4 separate regions of the Mus musculus genome follow, and regions 1, 3 and 4 are each linked to region 2. A link is a contact called in public Hi-C and HiChIP or PLAC-seq data. All regions are on one chromosome and are shown on one strand. The core of a region is the stretch at or near the end of the contact, and the rest is flanking DNA. Distances in the headings are between cores, read along the strand shown.

The links. A called contact is a pair of places that touch in the nucleus more often than the background predicts. HiChIP or PLAC-seq counts read pairs in DNA pulled down with a chosen protein or histone mark.
Region 1: an H3K27ac HiChIP or PLAC-seq map of the NIH/3T3 cell line shows a contact between it and region 2, with 3 times the contacts expected there. The contact joins two enhancer-like sites. A contact is called at or near these places in 2 of 15 datasets of contacts at CTCF or cohesin (large pre-B cells and pro-B cells), 7 of 484 Hi-C or Micro-C datasets (the C2C12 cell line, embryonic stem cells, palatal mesenchyme and 2 more) and 3 of 115 datasets of contacts at active chromatin or transcription factors (the NIH/3T3 cell line, embryonic basal ganglia and fibro-adipogenic progenitors).
Region 3: a Hi-C map of ventricular fibroblasts shows a contact between it and region 2, with 3 times the contacts expected there. The contact joins two enhancer-like sites. A contact is called at or near these places in 4 of 39 promoter capture datasets (liver, pre-B cells and stem cell-derived epiblast-like cells), 1 of 484 Hi-C or Micro-C datasets (ventricular fibroblasts) and 4 of 115 datasets of contacts at active chromatin or transcription factors (embryonic basal ganglia, embryonic limb bud, fibro-adipogenic progenitors and 1 more).
Region 4: a contact with region 2 is called in a Hi-C map of 3T3-L1-derived adipocytes, with 8 times the contacts expected there. The contact joins the promoter of 4930597A21Rik here to the enhancer-like site in region 2. A contact is called at or near these places in 1 of 15 datasets of contacts at CTCF or cohesin (embryonic stem cells), 50 of 484 Hi-C or Micro-C datasets (3T3-L1-derived adipocytes, the Ba/F3 cell line, CD4 T cells and 33 more) and 6 of 115 datasets of contacts at active chromatin or transcription factors (CD4 single positive thymocytes, craniofacial prominence, double positive thymocytes and 3 more).

The regions. Positions count from the first base shown.
Region 1 is chr11:44,724,324-44,727,424 of GRCm38.p6, reverse strand. The region is part of intron 6 of Ebf1 (early B cell factor 1); the gene reads right to left. Among named protein-coding and RNA genes, the nearest start is that of Ebf1, 110 kb to the right of the region's middle. Within about 2 kb of position 1,479, at least 31 of the 459 cell types and tissues checked have an H3K27ac peak or open chromatin away from gene starts, as enhancers often do. A contact at or near this core is called in the NIH/3T3 cell line, where this site is marked.
Region 2 is chr11:45,001,774-45,004,899 of GRCm38.p6, reverse strand. It overlaps Ebf1 (early B cell factor 1), which reads right to left. Exons shown (of 16, transcript NM_007897.3): 16 at 1-183. The coding sequence ends at 152. Among named protein-coding and RNA genes, the nearest start is that of Gm51859, 85 kb to the left of the region's middle. Within about 2 kb of position 1,784, at least 51 of the 459 cell types and tissues checked have an H3K27ac peak or open chromatin away from gene starts, as enhancers often do. A contact at or near this core is called in 3T3-L1-derived adipocytes, the NIH/3T3 cell line and embryonic fibroblasts, where this site is marked.
Region 3 is chr11:44,684,496-44,687,684 of GRCm38.p6, reverse strand. The region is part of intron 6 of Ebf1 (early B cell factor 1); the gene reads right to left. Among named protein-coding and RNA genes, the nearest start is that of Ebf1, 68 kb to the right of the region's middle. Within about 2 kb of position 1,699, at least 47 of the 459 cell types and tissues checked have an H3K27ac peak or open chromatin away from gene starts, as enhancers often do.
Region 4 is chr11:44,584,683-44,587,711 of GRCm38.p6, reverse strand. It overlaps 4930597A21Rik (RIKEN cDNA 4930597A21 gene), which reads right to left and starts at 1,395. Exons shown (of 4, transcript NR_126460.1): 1 at 1,362-1,395; 2 at 235-410.

The DNA.
Region 1 (3,101 bases), core at 230-2,729, 280 kb after region 2:
CAAAAAGTATATATTTCATCAAGTTGTTATAATTGTTTTTGGTTTGTTTTTGTTGTTGATGTTCTTTTTTTTATAATAAATTTATATTTCTTGCCAATTAATTATATTCCTGGTTTTCAGTTTCTTTGTATGTAGCTAAAAAGTTTCTTTTTAAAGACATCTGGGAACAGCATCAAGAGATGCTCTGTAAATATGGCTTTACACATTTCACACCGAAATTATTCTGCCTGTCTTTTTCGCTGTTGAAATGTAATCTCATAAGATTTACCTTCACTGGGGGTATATTAAGAGCCCTGCTGTTTCCTTAGATTTATTAGGGGTTGAGTGTGACCTATAAGAAGGCTCTGCTTGGTCTCCAGCACAGATACCAAATCGATGGATTACAGAGGTGGGGGAGGGGTCTTCGAGTCTCAGTGTTTTTCAGTTGAAAATGAAAATAAAAATTTTAGTCACAGCCATGGCAGTGATAATGGGAGATGCTATGGAAAGGGGAAAACAGGAAGAAATAAGTGGAAGTAGACACCAAAGAACTGAATGACTAGCCTCTAAACCATAACTGGAAAATGGTCCCCATCACATTGGTCCTAAGTGCTCTGGGGATGCTGTAGGTTTATAATAAGGATAAAACACCTCATGATGTATAACGTTGCCCACCATGGCCTCTGTGTCTGACTCTAGCTGGTCTTGGAAACCCAAGTTGAGAACTATGATCAGAAAGAAATTAAAAGGGAACAAATGACTTTTCCCCTTAGACACCAACCAGAACCATTAGCATGTTTACACGTGTCTAACTGCAAAAATCTCAAGCAGTAATCAGAGTATGGAGAAAAAGATCACTGGGGTGCAGTTTCTAAAGAAACAAGCAGAAAAGAGAAATACAAGTGCCGACTTCCCATCACCTTCGGCACTGGGAGAAAGGATTTCAGCATCCACTTTTTGAAGTGGAAGACAGGTGAGGTGAGGCATGGCGATCATCTATGTCTCATCCTCAGACCACTCCCCATACCTTAGCCAAACGTTCTGGCAGGTAGGAAGCAGGGAGAGAACAGACAGCAGGAAGCCTCTGAAATCCACCTCAGAGCAAAGAGAACACTGTCCTGTCTTTTTACTCTGGACCAAGTTGATGAGCTTCTGACAGTTTTCCACTGAGGAAAGACAAGTGGAAACCTTGAATAATATGAACAGATAGATGTGCAAACTGAGTTTTCTACAAGCTCAGTGAGAAAGCTCACGCAAGGCACTACTTGGGTATGACATCGGGTAGCTTTGCCCAAATTCACCAACTCAGCCATCTTGAAAGTTCTAATTCACAAAGTTTAGTGTACACACACACACAGACACACACAGATACACAGACACACAGACACACAGACACACACACAGACACACACACACACACACACACACACACTGAACATGCCTTGTGATTGACTGTACGAACATAGCCACAAGGGAGTGACTCAACCTGGGAGGAGTCTCCTGACATCGATGACTTCTCTTCTACTCTATTCCTCTGCGTTCCTTTTGAGTCAAGTTCCTGGAACTCTGTGCCTACCGTTTCCTCTGACTTTAGCATCAGTGATGATGGGAGTTTGATGCCTCAGAACAAGGAAGACTAAGCTGCACCCCTGTTTCCCATCTTGCCATTTGAAGTTACCTTCCGTAGACATTAATTTCTACTTTAAAAGTCTCAAATACACCATTACATTAAGAGATCCAATAAGGGGCTGCTCAAGTCACCAAGGTGAAAAATTTATGAGTGGCTTGTTTCATTAAACAAGAACTCTTCCCTCTTGTCAGTACGGAGTAATAAAAATTCCCCAGCTCATTCGGAAAATTCAAACTACTAATGCAGAAAATTCAAGGTTGCTTTTCCCATCATGGAAAATTTCACAACTAGAAAGCATGTTCCGTGGGTTTTGTTCCAGATGAACAATCTGAGAGCAGATAGAAACTTTGAAAGGCACACATTTGGCCCATAACAATACACATCCAGTGGGCTAAGACATCCTCTGAGAGACACCAGGACCCTCTCATTAGTAACATTAGGCTTTGTCCATTAAGGCATTGTACTGGCTAGTTTTGTGTCAACTTGACACGGCTGGGGTTATCACAGAGAAAGGAGCTTCAGTTGAGGAAATGCCTCCATGAGATCCAACTCTAAGGCATTTTCTCAATTAGTGATCAAGGGGGAAAGGCCCCTTGTAGGTGGGACCATCTCTGGACTGGTAGTCTTGAGTTCTATAAGAGAGCAGGCTGAGCAAGCCAGGGGAGGCAAGCTAGTAAGGAACATCCCTCCATGGCCTCTGCATCAGCTCCTGCTTCCTGACCTGCCTGAGTTCCAGTCCTGACTTCCTTTGGTGATGAACAGCAGCATGGAAGTGTAAGCCGAATAAACCCTTTCCTCCCCAACTGCTTCTTGGTCATGATGTTTGTGCAGGAATAGAGACCCTGACTAAGACAGGCATCTCTTAGTATCTTGGCCAACTTCTAAGAACACTTTCTCTTCTGTGTCAGTGTCAGCCTCATAATTGGCGGGACTCCAGCCACACAGTGTAGGACAGTGACTTTCCCAGATCTTCTGTCTTCCACTTCTCAATATCCCCTTGCTCTTGGAGTCTTATGATGCTACCACAAGATGACTAGAACCTAAGTATTAAGGGGCATCATCTTCCTGGTGTGATACTTTATTTAATAATAATCACACTGCAGGGAAAACCTTTGGGCAAAGGATCAGCAGCTCTAAACCTGGGGGATCCCTTGAGGTGTCTGCTTCCAAATTACATAGACACACAAATACCACAGGATTCTGTGACTATCCAACTCCCAACTCCTGTCTGCAACCCTGAGACTAGGAAATTAAGCCATCTCCTGTGCACGAATCCTTTTGACACTCCACTGGGTGTTGCTAAAAAAGCCCAGAGTAGGACGTTACACTGCCAGAATCTAACATGTGTTATTCTCTGTGAGCTCTGCTATACTCCTTAACCTCACTGACTTTCTTGCCAGGAGCTGGTCGGGACTCACTGGACAGTTAAAGAAAGAACCCAGCACCCTTCTTGGCTCCAGCGAGATGCACAGTAAAGCCTTAGGCCCTATCT
Region 2 (3,126 bases), core at 535-3,034:
AAGGTCGGTGATTTTGTTTAAAAATCTGCAGTTATTGTGTGATTCCTCTTAAAAAGGCCTGAGTTAAAAGTTCCACTCTGGGACTCATGTCAGATAACTTTCGTAGCAGAATCCAACCTCTTCATTAATAAAATTCTTCAAGGCAATTCTTTCACATGGGAGGGACAATCATGCCAGATATCGCTACGAAGAGAAAAGACAGAAGTCAACGGTTTTGCATCCAAACATTTCACAAGGGAGGGGAGACACAATAATTAAAAACAAAAAAACCCAATCCACACGTGACATTGGTAGCTGAATGTTACCCAGATGCCCTTGCATCTTTCGGGGAATGAATTGTGTCATAAAATATACATGTACCTTATTAAAAATGTTATACATGTATATGTGTCTCTAACAGGGTATCCTAAACATTTCTCTAAATCTGACTTCAATTTTAAGACATAGCTGGAGAGTTGCATAGTTAGAATACCATTGGGAAAGTTGCAGCCTCAGACTTTGCAAAATAGTGAGAATTTTCAGTTTGTCATTTTGCCTCCACCCCCCCACCATCACATACGAAGTATAAAATAAAGGAATGGCCCGCTGTAACTGCCAACAATTTCTGCGAACAGTCTCTCCTTATGTTCTGTATTAGCATGAAAATTAAGCAACAGAGCAACCATCTGAGGGAGGGCCTTCCCTTCAGCCCTAGCTGGAAAAGGACGCCAGCCACAGCACCACAGCAGGCATTGTTCACAGGGAAAGCTGAGTCCTGGTTGGAAGAGAGAGCCTGTTTGCCGGACACTGTAGAATGCCTCTCTACTCCCAGGATTTCTGGAATGACCTGAGCATGGCTACTAGGGAAAACATGTAGCCTATGAAGGGAAGACCTGTTTTTAGTCAACCCTATTTTTATTTTAGAGTTTGGAGTTAGGAGCTGCACGGCCATGTTTAGGAAATGCTGCCTCATGCCTGCCCACTTCAGAGCGCATTCCTCTGAGATGGCTAATTCTCTGCCTGACCCTCAGCCTCCATGGCTGGAACATGAAGTGAACTGCAGCACTCAGGAGTTAGTGAACGTTTAAATAGAAGCAGAGCGCCTGGGTCTAACCCCCCAGCCCAGGCAGGGTCTAACCCCAAGGCAGATTACCCTCTGCCTGTGAACTACCATTTCTGCTTCTTGGATCTAGCTGAAAGCACTGTTAAACTTCTCTGGTCTGTGTTTGCCCCTACATCAAATAGACACCATTCCAATAGGGCACATTTAACAGAAAGAGTGTGAAAAATAGGGGTTTGCTATAGGAAAGATGGTGTGGTAACTTGAAAATAGACCAAGCCAAGAGAGATGCCTGTGTAAAACCAAAGACAAGGCTTTCTTTGGTTAACAATGATAACACGGAAAGAAAAAGAAAAAAGAAAAAAGCCTTTTCTTTCTTTCCTTTTTATTGACAAATCTAAACTTAAGTGAATATTCTCATCAGTGATTAATGCCTGCACTAATCACTAATGAGGAAATTGGACCTCTTTCCCTTCCTTTGACTAAACCATCATGTGTGGAAAATGTTCCTTAAAATAAAGGAACCCCATTGGCACAGATGGACAGAGGGAGACCAGGCCATGTACCCCCCCCACATTACTCTGGCTTCCCTACCCCAACCCCTGACATTTTAGATTCAATTAAAAGAAAAACCCAAAAGTATTTTGCCAAACACTTTTTCCGTTAATTTTTAAACCCATCTGTATTCGCAAGGAAATTCAATCCACATGTTTCTGATTCATTTACACGTAAATCATCCAAATGTTGTTTTGCAAGAGCCCCTTTGCAGTCCAAAAGCTCCTGGAGTCCTTTCCTAAACCCTCATAAGCCTTTCTTTCTTTCTTAGAAACAGGAAGTCATCTTTTGCCAAATGCAGCCTGACTTAAGCCCCCCACCCCCGCCACCCAAGACTTGGGATCAGTTGGAAAAGCAGTGCCCTTAAGAGCTGAGAGAGCCCTAGACTTCATTGAACTTGGGTGAGGGGGGGGGGGGGCTTAGTATTTAAACCCTGGGCCTTAACTTGAGAGTTCCAGATGCTGCAGCCTCTTGTACAAGGATTGGCAGCTGGGGGGGGGGGGGAGTCCCTCAGTGTGCTGGCTCAGTATCACTTTGGGTCCCTAAGCATGTGCCGGGTGGATCCTCTACCCTTTAATAGATAGCAGGAAGTAAAGCCTAAATAGCAGGAAGGTGAAGCTTGTAGTTAATGAAGCTAGTCTCTCCTCCTTTCTATTAAATAAATAAATAAATAAATAAATAAATAAATAAATAAATAAAAGTAAATAAAAAATACTATGTTGCTGGTGGACGGGCAGTCTCTGTCCTGCCCAGGACAGCTCAGGGAGTGTCCATATGATCTAAAGTAAAGCAGAAAGCTGACAAATCTGCTGTTTTAGCCCATGTATTCTTAGATGTGTCCATTGTAACCTAGATGGACACTTACCCTCTGGGCCCTAGGAAAACATCCTATGAGGGTCACATGAATTAAAAAAAAATTAAAATAGTGTTTTGTTACTCAAATAATTTCTTAGGTTGGTTAGATTTAAGCATCTTCATAGGTTTCCATTAAAGTTCCCCACCAAATTCACTGGTGTGCTGGTACACTTCTTTTTTGGTAGTTATAAACCCCATACCCTTGAGAGACTCAGCTGGCACTTGAGTGAGCAGTGTCCTGGACAGGAAATGGGGCATGCCTTCTGCAAAGGGCTTGTAGCATCCCCTGGGATGGTGGCTCAACGAGGTTTCTGAATTCTTTGAAGAGAATTTAGAGTTGTAGAAGTTTTCAAACATGATTTCCCTGGCTTATAAATGTTTGCAAATAGGTGGTGTTAGTATCAAATATACTTAAGGGGCACTATGGGATGAGCATGGCTGGTCCCCACTCTGTAAACAGTTCACAGAACATAAGTCTAACACAAGATCTATTACCCTCTAAGCAAGGCCCACAGTTACTTACTTACACGTTTTTGTAAAGGGTTACTGCACCCTACACTTTTCTTACACAACAAAATGCTAGCCATCTGTGGCCTGAGTCTAGGCACCTCAAAGGAGGCCCTCCCAATAAAGAAACCTCACTGCATGACTACATGGCAATACTGGGTCTAGAAGCT
Region 3 (3,189 bases), core at 450-2,949, 320 kb after region 2:
TACTGCGGTCCCCTACCCTCAGGACAAAAAGCACAATTCTGTCTTATGTATTCTATTTCAAGCCAACTTCCAAGTTTCCAAGCCAAAGTCACACTGCTTGATGTCTTTGAGAAACACATTCTCATAAAGAAATGATTGAAATTACAAAAATAACTGTAAACATGAATGTTTCCTATTTCACTATATATATGAACAATAAAGTGTTTACTATCTACAAGTATTACTAAAAGTGAAAAAAAACAGCATTTTAAACAACAGCAAAATAATGTACTATCCAAAATAATATGGGCTACATAGAGACATGGAAGAATAACTATAAATATATATATGCACATATATTACACATACATATATGCATATACAAAAATTTAAAACAAAGATTAGAATTATACTATCATAACTATTTTAAACATTTTATTTTAGTTTTAATTGCCTCTGTGTGTGTGTGTGTGTGTGTGTGTGTGTGTGTGTGTGTGTGTGTGTGTGTGTGTAAGCAATATGCCTTCCTAACCATTGAGCCATCCTTCCAGCCCCTTATAACTTCATTGAAATGTTAAAAATGAATGTATGGGTTGTTTTTCTATTTTCTTTTTTTTTCCTTTTTCTGTAACATGCTTTTAAAACTTTTTTCCTTGAGATTTAAAATTGATCCATAATGGTCATAGACCCATGCATTTTCATTTATCTTTATATATCAACATCTAGCCAATAAGCTGACCTAGAAGAAACAGTAACTTTTTTTTAACATGTAGATATATTTTTAATTTAAATCTGGTCATAAATTAAATCCAAGAGAGAGGGGTTGGAAAGCCGAATGCCAGATGGGCTCAGGGAAGGCCGCAGGCAGAAGGATGCAATTGTACAGACCCTCAGAGGTTCCTCACTATGGAAAAACACCACGGAAGGGCAGGGAGACAGAATGGAAGGCAGGTACTGAGTGTACTTGGGAAGAAAGAAAGAGTCTGTGTGGTGTGAAGAAGCACAAAAAGCTTGGAGGACAGGAGGGGTGGCTAGCGAGATGCTCCGAGCGCACTGAACAACTCCCCTGAGAATAAAGAGGGTCTAGAGAGCTTGTGGAGAACTGAAATTTCTGAAGACCAGCATGCACATCGTGGGCATGCACATCGTGGGCGTGGAACTGATAGCTGTGACCGGTGCGGCCCAAGGCCTACGGGAAAGTGATTAAGAATATGGGGGACAGAAAGAGGGCTGAAGCTGTAAGAATGGATAACAGGGTGCCACCGTTATAAATGACTACACAGTCTTCTCTAGGAACGTGTCCAGAATCCAGGCGGCCATACATCTGCTCTTAGGTAATCTAGACACTTGGGAGGAGGAGTAAGAAACTCTTTCCTTGCACCCAATCGCAACTGGCTTTATTATGCTAAACGCGCATGTGCACCCAACAATTAAAGCCCTTCGTTTCTAACATTTGTTTATTAGCAGTCCCAAATGTTTCCTGTGCTATATAAAGTTTACCTTTGACTTCAACCGGGGGGAAGTGACGGGTGGAGCCCTGAGAAGGGGAGGAGGGAGACTCAGTAGCTGCGGCTCCACGGCAAGAAAAACATCTCGTTTTTAAAATAATGCATTCAGTCCCGAAGCCCAAGCCTAAAAGGTCGCAAACTCGCGCGAAGCACCAGTGATTTAGGGCTCAGTTCAGCAATGCGTGGAATGTAAAAATACGCGGAAACCGCAACACAGCAGGGATGGCGCTGAGCCTCTGGCAGAAGTCGCCGGTTCCCACACAGGCCTTAAATCTGACCCAGCAATGAAACCTTTAAGATTTCTGTAAAAATAGAATAGTTGGGAAATCTTGGCCACTTTTAGTTAAAAGAAAAACAAAACGGCCATCTTTTCTGGGTGCAATTTGAAAATCTGCCACTATGCTCCCCTCTTGCAAGATATGTTAATGGTAAATTGGGGGAGGGTATTTTTCAATCATCAAACTACATTTTCCCCTTAGGGTTACTTGAACAACGCATTCTAAGATTCTCTGATGTTTGTAGATCTGGTTATGATCCATCAAGAGTCTTGAGAAAGTGTCCAGTCAAAAAACAATGTGTGTGGCAAAGGCTGACTACAAAATACTTACATAGCTATTATGGGACCGAATTATCTTCCACAATGCACACATTTAAGGAACAGGCTAAGCTTATCAGTCTCCCCAGGTCTACATCATATCCAGGACTCAAGTCCAAATCCTTCCAGTCTCGATATCCAGCCTCCTTCTCTCCCATCCACTTCACGGGAAGGAATTTCTCACATCTACTCAAAACAATTATATTTAGAAATCAAGACATACCACTGATGTCTTGGTAAGCACTTCACTGGATTTTCTAGACTGTTAGCCCAATGCTGGCTCAAACCAGGGCTGTGTTTTTAGTCTCTTATCTATGTAGTATTATACTCATTAAGTAGAAGCACTCCCATGCTTTATGTCGGAGCCCAGGTTAAATTATAGATGAATTCCATGGAAGCCTGATCCAGAGTCTGTCTCTTCCCTCCCTCCTTCCTCCTCCCTCCCTCCCCCTCCCTCCTCCCTGTAAGGCATCTATCTCACTAATATTTATTTTGGAATTGCCACCCACAGTATTATGACCCAGGCTTCTGTAAAAAATGTAACGTTCTCGATTAGCACTTGAAATGAGTCTATCCGGACAATGCGCGTTTTGCTCAATGCTTACAACCGAATTATCTCAAGAGGCCATCAAGAGCTCTCAGGTCCTTGTGTTAACTACGTCCTCCATTTAATCCAGCCCCACACAGGCAGAAGAGAAGGCAAGATCTAAACATTACACACAAAGTAAAAGGGAAAGAGCTCAGTCCCCGCCTCCTCTACCCCTCCACCCTCCCACATCTGCCCCTACTCCCAAACTAAATAAAGAGGCCAAGCATCAAAACCCAGACCTGAAAATTTCCAAAGTGGCGATCAACAAATCAGTGTCACGTGACACACGACACTCAGATGCAGTGCCCAAATCCGCACAAGCAGCCACACGGTAAACGGGAAGTGGGGTGTACCCGAACACGCCTTAGGAAGCTCTGCGCGCATTACCCTGCTTTATAGCCATCCCAGCCAATGCACACCACAGGAAAAGCTACTATGAGCTCAAACGCCAGAACCCCAGCTTTTCCTACCCTCCCTAGGAAGGCTAGATCCTGGATACAGAAATGCTAAACGATCAA
Region 4 (3,029 bases), core at 146-2,645, 420 kb after region 2:
CCCTGACCTTCAGCACATAGTACCTAGGTCAGATTTAATTACCCCACTCTAATATATATATGGAGGGGTGTGTATTTATACATATGTGTGGAGCCAGTATGTGTTTATATTTTCATGGTCACATATGTGTGGCTGCACATGTATGGTGGTGCATGTGTGCATGTGTGTGCGCATGAATGTGGTAGTCCAGAGTTGAAGGCAAATGTCTTCTTCAATCAATCCCCCCTTACTTACGGAGGCAGGGTCTCTCTTTAACCCTAAAGGTCTCCAATTCTGGCTAGTCTCACTAGCCAACTTGCCAAGGGGATCTTTACGTCCCGGGTTCTGGAATTACTGGCAGCCAGTCCTCTTGCCTGGCTGATCCACTGGATCATATCTACAGTCTCTAAGTTATTCCCTCTGGGTACCTTCTACTTATGCAAGGGAAAAGGTTTACATTTGTGATTGTAACATTATTGAGATCTCTTTACTTCCATTTACATAAACAGAGATAAACACAAATGAGATAAATAAGGGGGTGTGGGCCTGGAGGTCCATCCCATATACAATCACCAAACCCAGACACTATTGTGGAAGCCAACAAGAGCTTGCTGATAGGAGCCTGATATAGCTGTCTGCTGTGAGGCTTTGCCAGTGCCTGACAAATACAGAAGTGGATGCTCACAGTCATCCATTGGACGGAGCACAGGGTCCTCAATGAAGGAGCTTGAGAAAGTACCCAAGGAGCTGAAGTGTTTTGCAGCCTCATAGAAGGAGCAACAATATGAATTAACCAGTACCCCCAGAGCTCCCTGGGATTAAACCACCAATCAAAGAAAACACATGGTGGGACTCATGGCCCTAGTTGCATATGTAGCAGAGGATGGCCTGGTCGGTCATCAATGGGAGGATAGGCCCTTGGTCCTGTAAAGGCTCTATGCCCCAGTATAGGGGAATGCCAGGGCCAGGAAGCAGGAGTGGGTGGGTTGGTGAGCAGGGGGAGGGGGGAGGGGGAGAGGATGTTTTGGGAGAGGAAACCAGGAAAGGGGATAACATTTGAAATTTAAATAAAGAAAATATCTAATTTAAAAAAAAATAAGGGGGTGTGGGGCAGAGGGAGGGGCAGGCTGACAGAGTAAACAGTAATGGGTCCAGAGTGGTCCAGAGAAAAATTTCTCGTAAGAACACTGAAACACTTTCAATCAGAAAATATCAGCTTAAAGGCTACCCTAATCCCTACCTTAAAGCTTACCCTAATCATTTTACACATAAGGAAACCAGGGCCTGGGGGTCAGCAGGAATCACCCAGTCCACAGTATGAAATGGTAGACACAAACTTAATCTAAAACTTCGTTCTCCACCTCCATTACCTCTAACCTTACTTAATTTGTAGGTCTTTCCAAGTCTGTGTGTGTTAGAATTGCTTAAATGTATCTGCTTTAAGAATCCAAGAACAACGGATGCACCCACAAAGGCAGTTGGAAAACTGAACAAACTGCAGGACCATGGTGACATCTAGTGGTAATCTTTGGTAGTGCACCTGTCTAGAAGACCTTTGATTTAATCAGGCTTACCATGAAAGCAGAAATATTCTTTTGTACACTGTTCCCTAGTTTGAGTTTGTCTGCTATGGTTATGAGATATACTTGAACAGTAATCCCACATATAGGATTATATGCTGAAGAATATATATATATATATATATATATATATATATATATATATTCAAATCATAGCAAAAGGCACATGACAAAGGCTTGTCATGGCACTGGTTATATTGAGTGTTTGGTTACAGTGGTCCTGACCACCAAGATTCCATCTTAGAAAGCTGCTGTGAATTCTCTTCTAATTAATAAGGGATTCATGGAGTAACAATGTTCGAGTTTGCAAAGCTGATGTTTTTGCTTGAAACCTCAATGAAGTAACAGTTGCAAAATAGTAACCTAATGCTGTCATTTTTTACTCTAATTTTACTCATTAGGATTTTAACATAAAAAGGGAACCTTCCCTATACTCCCATTTTTTATTAATTAATTCTTACATCATCCAGAGTCTTAGATTTCATGAGCTGACTCAGGTATAGATGACATCATCTGTATCTGAAGTGTCAGACGTAGATTACAGTTCTACATTAATTACAGAGTATATCTAAAGCTTCCTAATTTGCTGCAGTGGAGATTGGACTAGGGTGCCATGCATGTGAGGCTATTGCTCTGCCTCTGAGCCACAAAGCGAGCCCTCTGAACCTTTACACAACCTGTATCCAGGCCGAGCCCTTGCCTTAACCCCAACTATCACGCTTAATTTTGAATAAAGGAAGTGTAGTGTGAACCAGAGAAATGTCCTGAAATATAACCCTGCCTATCCAAAAAAAAGAAAGAAAAAAAGAAAAAAGGGAAAGAAAGAAAGAGAGAGAGAGAGAAAATAAGAGAGAGAGAGAGAGAGAGAGAGAAAGGAAGGAAGGAAGGAAGGAAGGAAGGAAGAAAGAAAGAAAGAAAGAAAGAAAGAAAGAAAGAAAGAAAGAAAGAAAGAAAGAAAGAAAGAAAGAAAATGGAGTTTCAATTGGGAAGTTGTCTATTGGCACTGGGGTTTTTTTTTTTTTTCCATTTTTTATTAGGTATTTAGCTCATTTACATTTCCAATGCTATAACAAAAGTCCCCCTTACCCACCCACCCCCACTCCCCTACCCACCCACTCCCCCCCTTTGGCCCTGGCGTTCCCCTGTACCGGGGCACACAAAGTCTGCGTGTCCAATGGGCCTCTCTTTCCAGTGATGGCCGACTAGGCCATCTTTTGATACATATGCAGCTAGAGTCAAGAGCTCAGGGGTACTGGTTAGTTCATAATGTTGTTCCACCTATAGGGTTGAAGATCCCTTTAGCTCCTTGGGTACTTTCTCTAGCTCCTCCATTGGGAGCCCTGTGATCCATCCATTAGCTGACTGTGAGCATCCACTTCTGTGTTTGCTAGGCCCCGGCATAGTCTCACAAGAGACAGCTACATCTGGGTCCTTTCGATAAAATCTTGCTAGTATATGCAATGGTGTCAG